Regions from separate parts of the Mus musculus genome. Here region 1 is linked to region 2. Evidence: chromatin contacts called from public Hi-C data. All regions are on one chromosome and are shown on one strand. The core of a region is the stretch at or near the end of the contact, and the rest is flanking DNA. Distances in the headings are between cores, read along the strand shown. Region 1 has its middle 85 kb from the start of Gm40375. Region 2 holds the start of Ccdc71l (coiled-coil domain containing 71 like).

What was found. Hi-C and Micro-C count contacts between places; a contact is called where the count stands out from the background.
Region 1: a contact with region 2 is called in a Hi-C map of group 2 innate lymphoid cells, with 1.9 times the contacts expected there. The contact joins the enhancer-like site here to the promoter of Ccdc71l in region 2. A contact is called at or near these places in 1 of 39 promoter capture datasets (the 3T3-L1 cell line), 1 of 15 datasets of contacts at CTCF or cohesin (CD8 T cells), 7 of 484 Hi-C or Micro-C datasets (the HPC-5 cell line, the HPC-7 cell line, double positive thymocytes and 3 more), 4 of 115 datasets of contacts at active chromatin or transcription factors (CD8 T cells, bone marrow-derived macrophages and heart atrium) and 2 of 9 other capture datasets (adipose tissue and macrophages).

What each region holds. Positions count from the first base shown.
Region 1 is chr12:32,480,101-32,486,832 of GRCm38.p6, reverse strand. It overlaps the pseudogene Gm17820. Among named protein-coding and RNA genes, the nearest start is that of Gm40375, 85 kb to the right of the region's middle. Within about 2 kb of position 5,127, at least 19 of the 459 cell types and tissues checked have an H3K27ac peak or open chromatin away from gene starts, as enhancers often do. A contact at or near this core is called in double positive thymocytes, group 2 innate lymphoid cells and megakaryocyte progenitors, where this site is marked.
Region 2 is chr12:32,374,745-32,381,077 of GRCm38.p6, reverse strand. Ccdc71l (coiled-coil domain containing 71 like) reads right to left here and starts at 2,289. Exons shown (of 1, transcript NM_001162903.1): 1 at 1-2,289. The coding sequence starts at 2,094. The coding sequence ends at 1,438.

The DNA.
Region 1 (6,732 bases), core at 3,878-6,377, 100 kb before region 2:
ACCACTCTTAGCACCTTTGCTGCTCAGAAAATCTGGTACCACTAAAGCACTTCAAGTTGATCCATTAAAGAAAGATGGACCCATGCATATAACAGTTAAAGATCTGCTCACTGTGAAATTAAAAAAGACACAGAGTATTGACAAAAGAAAGATACTTGTACCATCACCACCAGAGGAATGGACTTCACTAACTGTCTCTGATCTGCATTGTATTACCCTGAAACCTAACTCCAGGATGTCAGCAACTCGAATTAAAAATGTCTTAATTACTCCTGGTAAAAGCCAAATCAATCTCCTGAAACTGCTGAGAAAAGTCCAGTTAGAAAGGGGCCTCTCTTAACAATAAAGAAAACATGGAAACAGGAACTGGACTCACTCCAACCATGACTCGGGCCTTAAGGAGGAAATTACAGCTGGCTCATCCTCAAAGCCCCACTCAATCTCTGCCACTTTCTACAAGCAGCTTTGGTGAACAAAACTGAGAACAACTCGAACTGACTTCCTGAAGTGAAACATACAATGATAGACCAACCTCCCAAATGTTAATGTACGAAAATATGTATATGAGTATAATTCTTGTTAAAGACTCAGAGTGAGTATGTCTGGAGCCTGCCTACATATACTGTGACATAAAGGCATTTAGATATTTTCTGGCGTTCACGATGGTAAGGGGACCAGATGAGAAAATACAGCCTGCAAACTAATGTTTATTCCTAGAATTACCCAATTTAGGTTAGAGTGGCTGTTCAAATTTAATTCCATAGGGGATGGCAATATGGTTCAAAAAATAAAGACACTTGCCATCAAGCCTAGTGACTCAAGTTCAATGCCCAGGACCCAAACGCAGGGAAGAAAAGAACTATGTATATGCCCCTCCAACACACAAAATTAATAAATATGTTAGGAAATACTAACAGTATAAATCATTTGTTATATAAAGGAAGTTGTTGTAGTAAATATCCAACACAAATAAGCCCGGGCAATGAAAACACAACTCAATTAATATGAATGCATGCTATATAGTGCCTAGATTGGGCAGATCTACCATTACACTACCATCTTCCCCATAGAAGAGATCCCTTAGAACTTGCAGCTTCTCCAGGCCAGGTGCTTCTATTCCACTTTCCTTCTTCCTCCTCTGTCATTCTCACTTTCTCTCCTTCTCTTCCAAAACCTTCAGCTCCACCTTCCCCTCTTTCTCTGCCCAGCTCTAGCATTTATTTATAAATTAAGGTGGGAGCAGATTTACAGGAAATCATCTGAGTGCTGACTCATTCCTTCTTGGAAACCCCTCATGGGAAAACAGAATTAACATCAATTACAATTAGCCCCAGGACTATCCACAACAGGAAGTTATGACACTACGAACATAGTCTGAGTCTTTCTTCTTTTCTTCTTTCTTTCTCCTTTCTTCTTCTTTTTCTTCCTCCTTCTCTTCTTCCTCTTCCTCCTCCTCCTCCTTTTCCCACTGCTTCATCTCTTTGGGACTGAACCCAGGGCCTCACACATGCTAAGTGCATATACCCTGAACTCTACCTTCAGCCTTTAGTCCTTACTATTTTATCTTCTGTCCATGTTCCAGCAGACAAATACAATCTTCATGATTTCAGCATGGACCCTCTATTTTTCAGAATGCATGGCCAAGGATCCTCTGTGGCCTGTGGCAGCTTTATCATGAATCCTGGTTCCCGCTTTGCTCCTTACCACCCTAATATTTGAGTGTTACAGATAGAACTCAAGGCCATGAATGTGCTAAACTAGTAGAAATATCTCCTTAATATTGAATGAGGTACACTTACATTTAAAAACTATATTTAATTCTTTGCAGGGAGTTCAAGAACATAGTGTTTCCCTCAAATATTCATGGCCCTGGGTTCAAGCACCAGTACTAACACACAAACATACAGTTACACATACTCATTCATGTGATGGTTAATATCAGTTATATACTTCATATTATCTATAATTACCTGGAAGATGGCTTTCCATCTTGATTGGGTTAATTGAGATGGGATAATCTACCCTTAGGGATAGAGCACCCTAAGCTGTGGGTTCGATGTGACCAGCTGCTTTAAGCTCCTGCTCTCTTGATCCCTTCCCTTCAAAAATGGATGTGTGGTAGAACTATAAGCCAAAGGAACCCTCCCTTTTCTCAGCTATTTCATCACAGTGACAACAAAACTAATCGATCATTCATCATATCTATGTATATACATGTCTTATTCTCTGAAATTCACATTTAACTGAGAACCTTATATTTTACCTAGATACCTCATTTGTCTATTCCTGAAAAATTGCAATTTATTTCTGGGATCCCATGGTTTACTACATGTCTTTGTGACACTGAACACTATGTAGCTTCAGCCAGGATCCCATCACATATGCTCTAAGGGGAGTAGAAGGGTCATTTCCATTAAAGTGAGTGTCACTCAAGGTGCAGAAGTAACTATCTTTCTTTTTCAGTTCAGAGGAGTATCAGTACTTTGAACATGCTGGGCAAGTGCTTCTTGCAAGTGCACCAAGCCATACTCCCAACTCCAGGATCATCTCTGATGCTGTTATTGTACAATGGTAGGAAAGAAACCCTAGCATAGAGTTGTATTTCCAGAAATCCCATTATTTCTACTGAATGATATTACTTTGAGATGCAAATCATGGTGTTAGAAAGTCATCAGACTCGAAAGTAGCCCTGGGAACAGTGTTTAGCACCTAAGAGGCAGGTCTGTTTATGAGATCCATATGTATGTTTATAATATAGATATATAGAAGAGGTACATCTAAGAACCAGCTAGAAGGTTCTTTCTTTGTTTGTGGTTTGAGACAGGTTTTCATGTAGCCTAGTCTGTCCAGGAACTATTTAGCCATGGACGACCTTGAACTTCACATCTTCATTCCTCCACTTATTGCATGGTAAGATTAAGGTAAGCACCACCAAATCCAGCAGAGCTCTTTTGAAAACATGCTAGCTAGTTTGATATTATGTAGAAATAAGGGATATGATCACTGAAAATAAAGTAAGGGTTTGTAATAGAATGTCATTTGTGGGCAGTTGTAATGTTTACAATAGTAATAAACCACTATATACTGTACATTTGATCATTCTTATGGCATACAAGGCTCGTTAAAATAAATAAATAAAATAAATAAATTTAAAAATTCTAGGCTGGGCACGGCGGCTTCTGCCAGTTGTCCCAGCTACTTGGAAAACTGAGGTGGAGGGAAACCTGGGCAACTTGGTAAGAACCTGCCTCAAAAAAAAAAAAGTAGAAATCTTAACATGTAAAACATTTATAAAGCTACTATTGCTGTTGTATCAGTAGTAAGATGCACCCTACTTTAAATTATTTACTAATTTTTATCATAGAATTTATATGCTTTTTTACTATAAGCACTTACATACTCTGCATGTCGAATGATTTTATTAAACTGTTTATCATTAAAAAATATGTATATTAAAATGTGGCATAAGAACCAGACACACTAGACCATGACTTGAATCCCAGCACATGGTAGGCAGAGGCACTGGATCTCTGGGAAACTGAGGACAGCCTGGTCTATATGGAGAGTTTCAGGCCAGTCAGAATAATGTAGTGAGATTGCCTTAAAAAAAAAAAAGTGACATGAATGTTCTTGTTCCTATGAGGGGAGAGATTCAGAGACTTGAAATAAAAAGTTATGATAAAGTACTGATAAAATGTGCTAGAGTCCAGAGATACCATGATGGCCAGGGAGTGAGAACTATAACAGGAGGGGTAGGGGTTGTATGAGGAAAGTCTTTATTGCCCTGCTGGAACAGCCAGTTTGGGGCTGGGCAGGGATGGGATCAGTTGTACAGGTTAGAATGATTGTTATAGAAAAAGTGCAAGGGTGGGGTCAATTGTGAGCCTATTGGACCAACCCTGGGCAGAGATAGAGAAAGAAGAGATGCCTAGGAAATGCTGATACAGTAGAATCAACATTAGGCAATTACAAGTGAAGGAGTTGGCAAGGAAACAAGAGGGAATAATCAGAACTTCTAGCAACCAAATAGATAATGATGTTATATACTAAATGAAATTTTTAAAAAATGAGAAGACTAAATACATAAATAAATAAACCACTGAGGAGACTGTTTAATGTGAAGTTATTTGTGGGATGCATCAAACTTCATATTCTTATTCTACCCACCCCCTCTTCCTTTTCTTTCTCTTTCCAATTTTTGACTTTCCTGTTTCCTTCCTTCAACCCCAACCTTCCCTAGTTAACGGTTAATCTTTGTTTAAATATTGGGTCAAGCAATATTCCAGTCAGAATGGCCCTCATGATATGGCACTTCACTTCCTCCTCTCAGTGCAGGTTGAATCAGGCAGCATTTAGTGCCACAGCATTTGATACTCTATTCATATTCCCATAGCTACAATTTTTATAATTCATTCATAGGTACATTTCACCTACTGTGTTTTAATTTCTTTTCTATCTTTCATACACCTAGTATGTAGCACAATGCTTATTGGCATGTACTAAGCCACAATGATGGTTGAATGCATGTCTTCAGTGGGAGAAGGAAGACCTCTCTCTTAAATAGGGTGAAAGAGTTGGAGGGAATTGAAGGATGTGGCATTTAGTGACTGGGTGAGAATTTAAACTTATCTATCATTTAAGTTCTATATCTAATGTAAGTCATTTCTCAGGCAAAAATGGGTTGAGGAAACTGGTAAAGTATATTTTTTAAGTGGCAAAGTAGTAGAGATATGAAGGAGGTATTGTGAGAGGGAGACAGTAGATAAGCTGGGATATTTAAGAATCTTAAGTGGTCTTAAGTGGTCTGTAATGCAATGGTTATTTACTCCTTAGCTTAATGAACCCAGAAGTACTAAGGAGAAGGCTGACGGTGGGGTTAAGGTCTATAAGTAGATTCATCACATGACAAAGAGTGATGTATCGTGAGGTCTAGACTAGAATGGCAAAGGTGAAGGGAGCCACAAGGGAAAAAGTATGAGAGAAACTCAAATCAATGATGAAAGGTGAGAGTGGGAGCTGTTGGGGAAGAGAGTAGTGATCCAGAAGAGACCTGGGTGGTGGTGCTAGGGACCACCACTAGGTATGAGAGAAACTGAGGAGTAAGAGAGACACTGAGCTGCCTGAGTTCCTTTGAGAGAATAGGGTGTGATGTTGAGTGCAGTCACAGAAGAAGATCGCTCAAAGGAACCTGGAGGTTAAAACTGTGGGAACCCAAAGCTAGTTAACTTGGAAACTAAGCTGCACCAGGCAGTTGAAGTTTCCAGTAGTTGAGGAAGAGTAGGTAACAGAGTCTATCTAACTCCAAAATGATGAGTGGTATCCAGGGAATGAGTAGTTGGAGAGAAGACAGTATGGTCTTGTCTTTAAAAAAAAAAAACTTAAAAGTTAAAAGATAACTGAGATAGATATGAGCAGTTAACACCAAGAATTAGCAAAACTATTTTTAAAAAGCAACTTCCTGCCAACATCAAGGTCTAACTCTTTGTTGTCACAGAATTGTTGATGTCTCCACTGTGTTAGAAGTCTCCTGAATATTGGAATGTTACATCACGTTGATCTCCTTGATACATACAATTAACAACGCAAGCGTGATGACATCAGCAACGATCCCTGGCTTCTGTAGTCAGGTCAGCAGCTCATCATCCCTTACCTCCTGCAGAATTGCCAATTCTTTAAATCTACAACATCACATGGCTTAAAAAGTAGGTCGCATCATAACTCTTGGCTCAGAAACAATAAGAGGCCTTGGAACAGGAAAGAACTCATGATAAAAATCTTCCACTGAAACTTCTAAGAGTAACGAAGCCAAAAGAGAAAAAGCTAGCTGTAGTCTTTTTATCTTTAACCCATCCTCACTCAGCCTTTGTTACACTGTCCGTGCTCCTGCAGATGTACAATTTCCTCACATTGTTATCATCTAATAACAGAGATTTATAAAAGCAATATCTTGTACTATGTAGTATATTCTCAATCATGAAATGCTTCCAGATGGGTGTATTCTTTTTTATCTTCAAGAAGAAGTCCACAGTAGTAAGCACTTTTTAAAAATCACTTCAGACTCAGGGTATATTTCACTCCACACTAAAGTACCCACCCTCAGGCAAAGGTTGCCTCAACTGGTAGAGCAGCCAATGTGGTCCTCGATGTCACCACATTTTCTGTAGATTCCAATTCTTCTATCATCCAACTCTTTAGGCTCTCTCCATGGGATTCATACAGTTCATTCATGGGATTGATACAGTGGGCAGCCAATGTAGGCCAAGCAGGCGCCTCCCACCATGCTGAAAATGAAAAATGTCAAATTGACAGACAAAGGAAAGACCAGTCGGGGAAAGGGGAAGCAAATTGTTGCAACGTGGTTACTATGATAACAGACAGAAACACAAAGTATTTAATCACTCCATGGAGGGAGTAATTAACCAATGCTGATAGGCTTAAGCATCAGTTCAGCTTGACGTTGAAGAATAAGTGAATAATAAAAGCAGGACATTCTGAGAGGATGCACCTGGGCAAAAGTAAAAGCACGGGGAAAGGCATGCATCATTATAACCCTCCTCTCAGCTGTGTCTGTACCTGCTGGGATGGAGAGACACCTGGCACTCTTCCTTTGCAGACCTCTTACTGTTCCCAGCCCTATCCTGTTTCTAATCTGGTCATCTGCCTTATGATTTCATTGAGAAACCTAAACTACAGGGAAAAGAACTTGTAACATTGCTTCCTATTGCCCCAGCT
Region 2 (6,333 bases), core at 1,040-3,539:
GCACCACTGGCTAAAAACCCACCAAGTCTTGCCGCCACCAATGACCAAAGGCACTTGGATAATCAAGAACTCCACTCTGGGCCATATGGTATACACGCTATTATAAAAGTGGACAAGTACAAGAAGGGTCAGTACTGTGTGGCTCCATGTTTTGATTCCTGTGGCCTTCAGCTATCAAAGATTGCAAACACAATGATGAATGGGAAGAAGAGAAAAAGAAAACTCATAGGACAAACTGTCAACCAATTGTCATGGTTTTCAGAAATACAATGAGTATTAGCTTAGGCATTTCTTGTTATTCAACAACAAAGAATTAAGATCTACTTTTCTGCCAAATAACGTTGACCAGTTATATGGTACCAAGAAATGCCCCTGCCCCTCCCTATAGATCATTCACAATTCTGGGAATTCTAAAGGGTATTCTGTTTATCTGTTTATTCACAATGTCCACACGTATTGATCTCTCCTAAGCAACTTCCATCTTAATTCTCTTCCCATTAACAATCCTGAATATTATGTTACACCAGGAAGCGAGGTCAAACACCTCCAACTGGATTCCAGTCATTCTTGTAGCCAACATCTTCTTCAAAATTTATTCAATTTTTATCACAAGCCATGTGGTTCAAAACACTTCAATTTTATTCAATTTAAATGAATAGAGTAAGTCAACTTTTTCTTAAACAAAACTTTTAAAGAATATTCTACCATTTTACTTAGGAGCTCAGTAAATATAAACTTTCAATATAAAACTTTATATATAAACACCTTAACCTTTTATTTTAAAGTTGTACTTTGCATCTCTTGTTAATCACTGAGCTCATGAAATTCAAAGCCATACAAATCCTTACATTAACAGTCATAAGCTTGAAACTCTTAAAAGACGACCTTGATCAAAGCTTTGGAATCCAGTAAAAATTAGAAAACGAGTGGCCTTCAGAATACCCTGAGCGTACACCAGCACTTCACCAGGAAACATAGTCGATCTTCTGTCCAGAAAGTGGGGCTGACAGTCAAAAAGAAAACAGAAGGGGAATCAGGAGCAAGTAAAATTCTGGCTGTATTACACAAGCACGAAAACAAAATTCCTTTGGAGAAAAAAATTTGTAAGTCTTCGGAGGTCTTCCAGACCGGTGAGGTAGAGTCCGAGAGGGAGAAAACGCACGTGTCCCTCCAGGTTCTGGAGACGTCTCCATCCGGGTTGGGAAGCAAAGGGACTTCTGTCGCGGGTCCGGCCGTCCCGTCTGGCCGCGGGCGTGGGGGCCGCACCTGTCCCGATCCTGGACCGCGGCGCCGCACCGCATCCAGGGGCCTAGTTCGCGCATAAAGTGCACCAAAGGGGGCCGGTTCTGTAAACATTCGACTGACATTGACATAAGTCCGTTCCAGCGCGCGGAAGCTTCCCCGGGCGGCGGCCGGCAGGAGGCGCCGCAGCGCGCATCACAGCCGGTGCACCGGGAAGCGGCGCAGCCTCACCACCGGGTCCAGGTCCACTCGCAGCACTTGGCTCGCCCTGCGCCGCGCCACCGCCAGGCTGCGCTCGCCCCACACGTCGTCGCCGACGCGGATGGTCGGGAAGCTGGTCAGCGTCGGGGTGGCCGCCCTCCAGATCTCCTCCAGGGTGCGGCCCCCGAAGCTGGATGCGGGAGGCCCGGGCTCCGCGGCCGCAGCGGCGGGGCGCGGCCTACGGGTGTCCGCGGCAGCCCGAGCTCCACGGCGCCTCCTCCTGGGCGTTGCGCGCGGGCGCGGCCGGCGCGCGGGGCGGCTGTCGGGCGCCGGGGGGTCGGGCACCAGTGCCCGGCACGAGGAGTAGCCGTAGACGTCCTTGCTGCGCAGGATGTGCGGGGAGAACTGGTGCTTGAGGCTGCAGAGGAAGCTCCAGAGCTCCGCTTCCGAGCTCATGAACTCCGTGCTGCTGGGCATGAAGAGCTTGAAGGCGTCGCCCAGCGCCTCCGTGCTTCCGGCCAGCGACAGTTGCGACCGCGAGTACACCACCTTCTCCTCCAGCGCCTCCAGCCCGGCCCCTCCTTCCGCTCCGTAGCCGCCGCCCCAGGCAGCCCGGGGCCGGCGCCGCCGCCTCTTCACGCCGCGTCGCATCAGAGGCCGCTCGGGACCGCCCGCCGTCCCTGTCCGCGCCCGGCTCGGCGGCGCTCGCCTGTGCTGGCGCCTTCCGCCCGGCGCTGCTAGCCTGTGCTGGCGCCTTCCGCCCGGCGCCGCTCGCTACTTTTCTCGCCTCGCCGCCCCTCCCCCTCGGGGCGGAGGACGCGCTGGTTGTCCTGTGGCCGGGCTAAAGATGGCGGCAGCGGCGGGCGCCCACCCCGGGGCTTTGTCATTGGACGGCGCCCGCCCCCTCCCCTGGCTTCTCTTTCTTCTCTTCTCTTGCCTCCTTTCGCCCTCAGCCTTTCTTTAAATGGGCCCGCCTTAGTCCCCGCCTCCCACGGCCTCAGCTCCTCCCATTGGGTGCTCTCCGAGTGAGGGGCGGGGACTGATGGGGGAGAGGCCAGTTCGTGGAACATGGTGGCTGTGGTGGGTGATGGTGAGGCCCTGGAAGGCCAGTCAACCATTGGGTGGATCCATGAGGGTTGCCCTGTCAAGAGAAGGAAGTGGGTGGGTGTGAGTGCCATGTTTGGGGGTGTCGTGGGTGATTGTGTTCAGCTGTGGGTTGAGCTGGGGAAGTCTACCAGTCTGAATAATGAGAGAGAACCCCAAGACTTGATAGTATAACAGCTGAGAGAGTTGGGTATAAACTAGAAGGGATGGGCATTTCATGAATCCCTTCTAAAGTCTCAAATCCTGCTTTGGCATCTTCATATGCTTTGCCTCTCTTGACCCCATCTTTTAAGAAAACTAAAAGTTCAGGCATTGATGACAGCTTCCTTCTGGGCAATGGAACCATCTTGGCACATTTAGGAGGTACAGGTCACTGGGAAAGAAAAGAGTTAATACTGTATGAACTAAAAAGTCTGCTCAAGTTGGACAAACAGCAATGGCAGCAAAGCTGTTCTGCTGAAAGAAAACATTTTTTTTAAATCAGAGTGCTATTCCACATTTCAGTTGGTATTAAATTGCCATTCGCAGCACCATCTCTATCCTTGATGTAGTATTCCACGTAATCAATAAGATTCTTTGAGAAGAATACATCCTTAAGAATGAATCACCTTTTGTATTTGGGAAGACAGTAGTAGACATCCTTTTTGTCAATTCCTCTATTCACTCTCAACTCGCTGCCTATTCACATAATAGGCGTTGAATGCATACCAAATGGATGTATGAAATAGCACTGCCTGTTTGAAATGGAGTGCAGCACTGAAATTGCTTAGAACAAGGTAATTATATATTTTGCATTTATATTGCAATTTTCTTTGAAGTCCTTTAAACTTCATTATTCCCCTTGCTGGGGATAGAACCCAGAGCTTCACACATATGAAGACTGCACCCTACTAGTGATCTATACCCTCCAGCCCCTAAGATTTCTGTAAAATAAGGTTTTTTTTTTTTAAATCTATGTCCTGGTGCTAGAATTTTCTTCAGTAAGTATCTTATTTTGCAGCACACAATGAATGCAATGCCAAATTTTTGTGATCTGCATACAGTTAAAATAGTTCCTTTAAATATTTGAGCTGAGACACACCTGGTTCAGTCTTCTTGTCGCACAGATGAGGGCAGTTTAGACCCACAGGAGTTTATTAAGACAGCTTGCTAACAGCAGGGTTGCTGCTATAGAGCTTTATGTCCCTAATCTAGAGATCTTTATATTTCACTGCTGGTTCTTCCACACTGTGTTGTGCTAACTAAATAGAAATGCTTTATGCATGTTCAGTGGCATGACCAAAAGACATAGCTGTATACCCCTGATCGTACTTCTCACCCACAACTAGGAAATTTTAATCTGTCCTGTACTGGACACGGATAATATTTTGTTTGAACCATATAACATTTTATTTAGTTTTAATAAAAGCTAAAAAAAAAAAAAGAATAAAAGAGAGAAACTTGCTTTCCTATACTAAAGTGCACACTCTACACAGTAGGCTGATGGCAAAAATAAAAACGGTGACCATGAATCAGTTTTCCATGTACCAAAATGATGGCAGCCTTATAAAGAGAAAATCGTTTTCCTAGAAAAGCATACTTCCTCTCAGAACAAGATTACATAGACAATCACTAGCTTCCTGTCTCCTCATGAAGGAATTACGTTGCAACCACTGTATTCATAGCTAGTTCTCTTGGTAATTCTGAGAACACATAATGTGAAATTTGAATAATTTCTGTCAGAATACAATAGAATATCAATTTCTGTGTAGATGGACCCAGGCAATCTCACCGTAAGCTAGAAGACTATGGAGGGAGGGCTTCATCATGAGAGAAAAGAATAAATTAGAACACAGTCTAAGTTCACATGTTGCCATGCTCACCCTTCCATGTTAACTATAAACTCTTTGGATCTTGCCACATAAATATGTACCATGCATCTACATTACGAATTAATCTGAGCCAAATAAAGTCACTAGAGACTTTGACAAAAAATACTTTCTACCTTTAATATCTTCGGTTTAATATCTCTCTTCTTTAAAATTGCATCTTGAATGGTGGCCAAAATAATAAAAAATACATATGTAAACTCATATATGTGTATGTGTGTGTGTGTGTGTTCATTATATCTATGTATGTATATAATGTATACACATGTGTATGTATAATATATTACAAAATATATGTGTGTACATTACATGTGTATATATGTATATATGCATATATGTATATATACGGTGTACATATATACATTAGCTCTGCAATAAAATAGACTTAGCACCAAATATATCTTTACAATTAAGAATTCTTAGATGCTGCTTTTTACCTTTCAGCATACATTTTCTCATCTATAAAATGAGATGTAACACTTCAATAGATTTCTTATTAGGTAATATTCATATTAAATATGCTATAGTATCTGAAACACAGTTAAACATTTAATCAATTATAGCTACCTTTATTTGTCTTATTTAATTTTGAAGATTTTATTTGGATTATCCAACATTTCAAGCACTGTATTATAGAAAATCTAGAAATCTGGTGGTGGCAGGAGTCGAGAGGAGAGTTCTATGAAGAAATTTAAGAGATTACCTAACAAATTGAACAATCTGCATTCATCTGGGTATATTGAGACACCAAGAGGTCTGGCCAAGGCCACAGAACAATCCAGAAAGTGACTGGACTGAAGTCTGGGTCTCTAACAAAGTTATTTCTAGCATTCTAAATGTGTATTTAATTTTTAATTTAAATGGTGCTGACTATAGCATGATCTATCAAGAAAAAGAAAACAACTTTCACTATGTTCGTTTTAAAGTAATGTAGATTCCTCTACAAAGTGATCTGAAAGCACCCATGTGTTCCAAAACTGTGTAATGTATAATACATTCAGACCATATAATCCAAGATGATAAAACTCCCCCTTCTATGAAGATGGAAATCATGTATTTTCCTGATTGTTCCTGAACACTCCAAATAAAAACTCTAGGCATCACACATTGAATGAACACAAAAAGACAAATGTGGAAAGAGCAGGCTGCCCCCCCATAAAAGGGTGTGGCTCTCTGGGTTTCTGTTCCACATATATCTGAAACTGGGTGCCAGAGACGAACAATTCAGAAATGCCCACATCTCAAACACAAGAACCCTCAACAAAATCTCACTCTAGCTGTGGGACCAGAGAAGGGCCAGCCTGGGAAAGTGGGAAAAACAAAAACAACAAAAATTCATAGGTTGAAAAAGTATGACTTCTCCTCTTGCCAGGCTGTAAAAAGGTACCCCACCTATCTTCATCCTACCTCGATGCACCTCTTCTGGGATGGCATTGCAGAAATCCAGATGCATCAGGGTGGTTTCTCTCACTAGGTCATAAAAAATGAATCTCCACTCCCTGTTGATGCAGACAAGTGCAGACCACAACAAAGACCCTACCCCCATTACCCTAGTGGGAAGCCAGAATTCCCACCACCATCCACCCTTAATGAAGATCCACTTCCATCCCCTCAGTATCACTGGAAGCAGAACAAGAACACTAAACTGTTTTCTGCCAATACTGAGGCAGCTTTTCCCCATGTTGGGACGTCAGACAAAGCCAACGGAACGAGTTTTAAATAAGACTCAGAGTACATAATGCAATGCCTTAAAATACGTACGTACCGGTTGGGAATCCTTTACTAGACACTCTTAACTAAATGGAAAAGAAGATCAGTGTCAACAAGATACGAGTGACGTTAGAATCATGCAACGAAGATGCGAAAGCAGCTGTCATAAAAATAAATAAGTAACTGAACATCCTAAAACAAGTGAAGA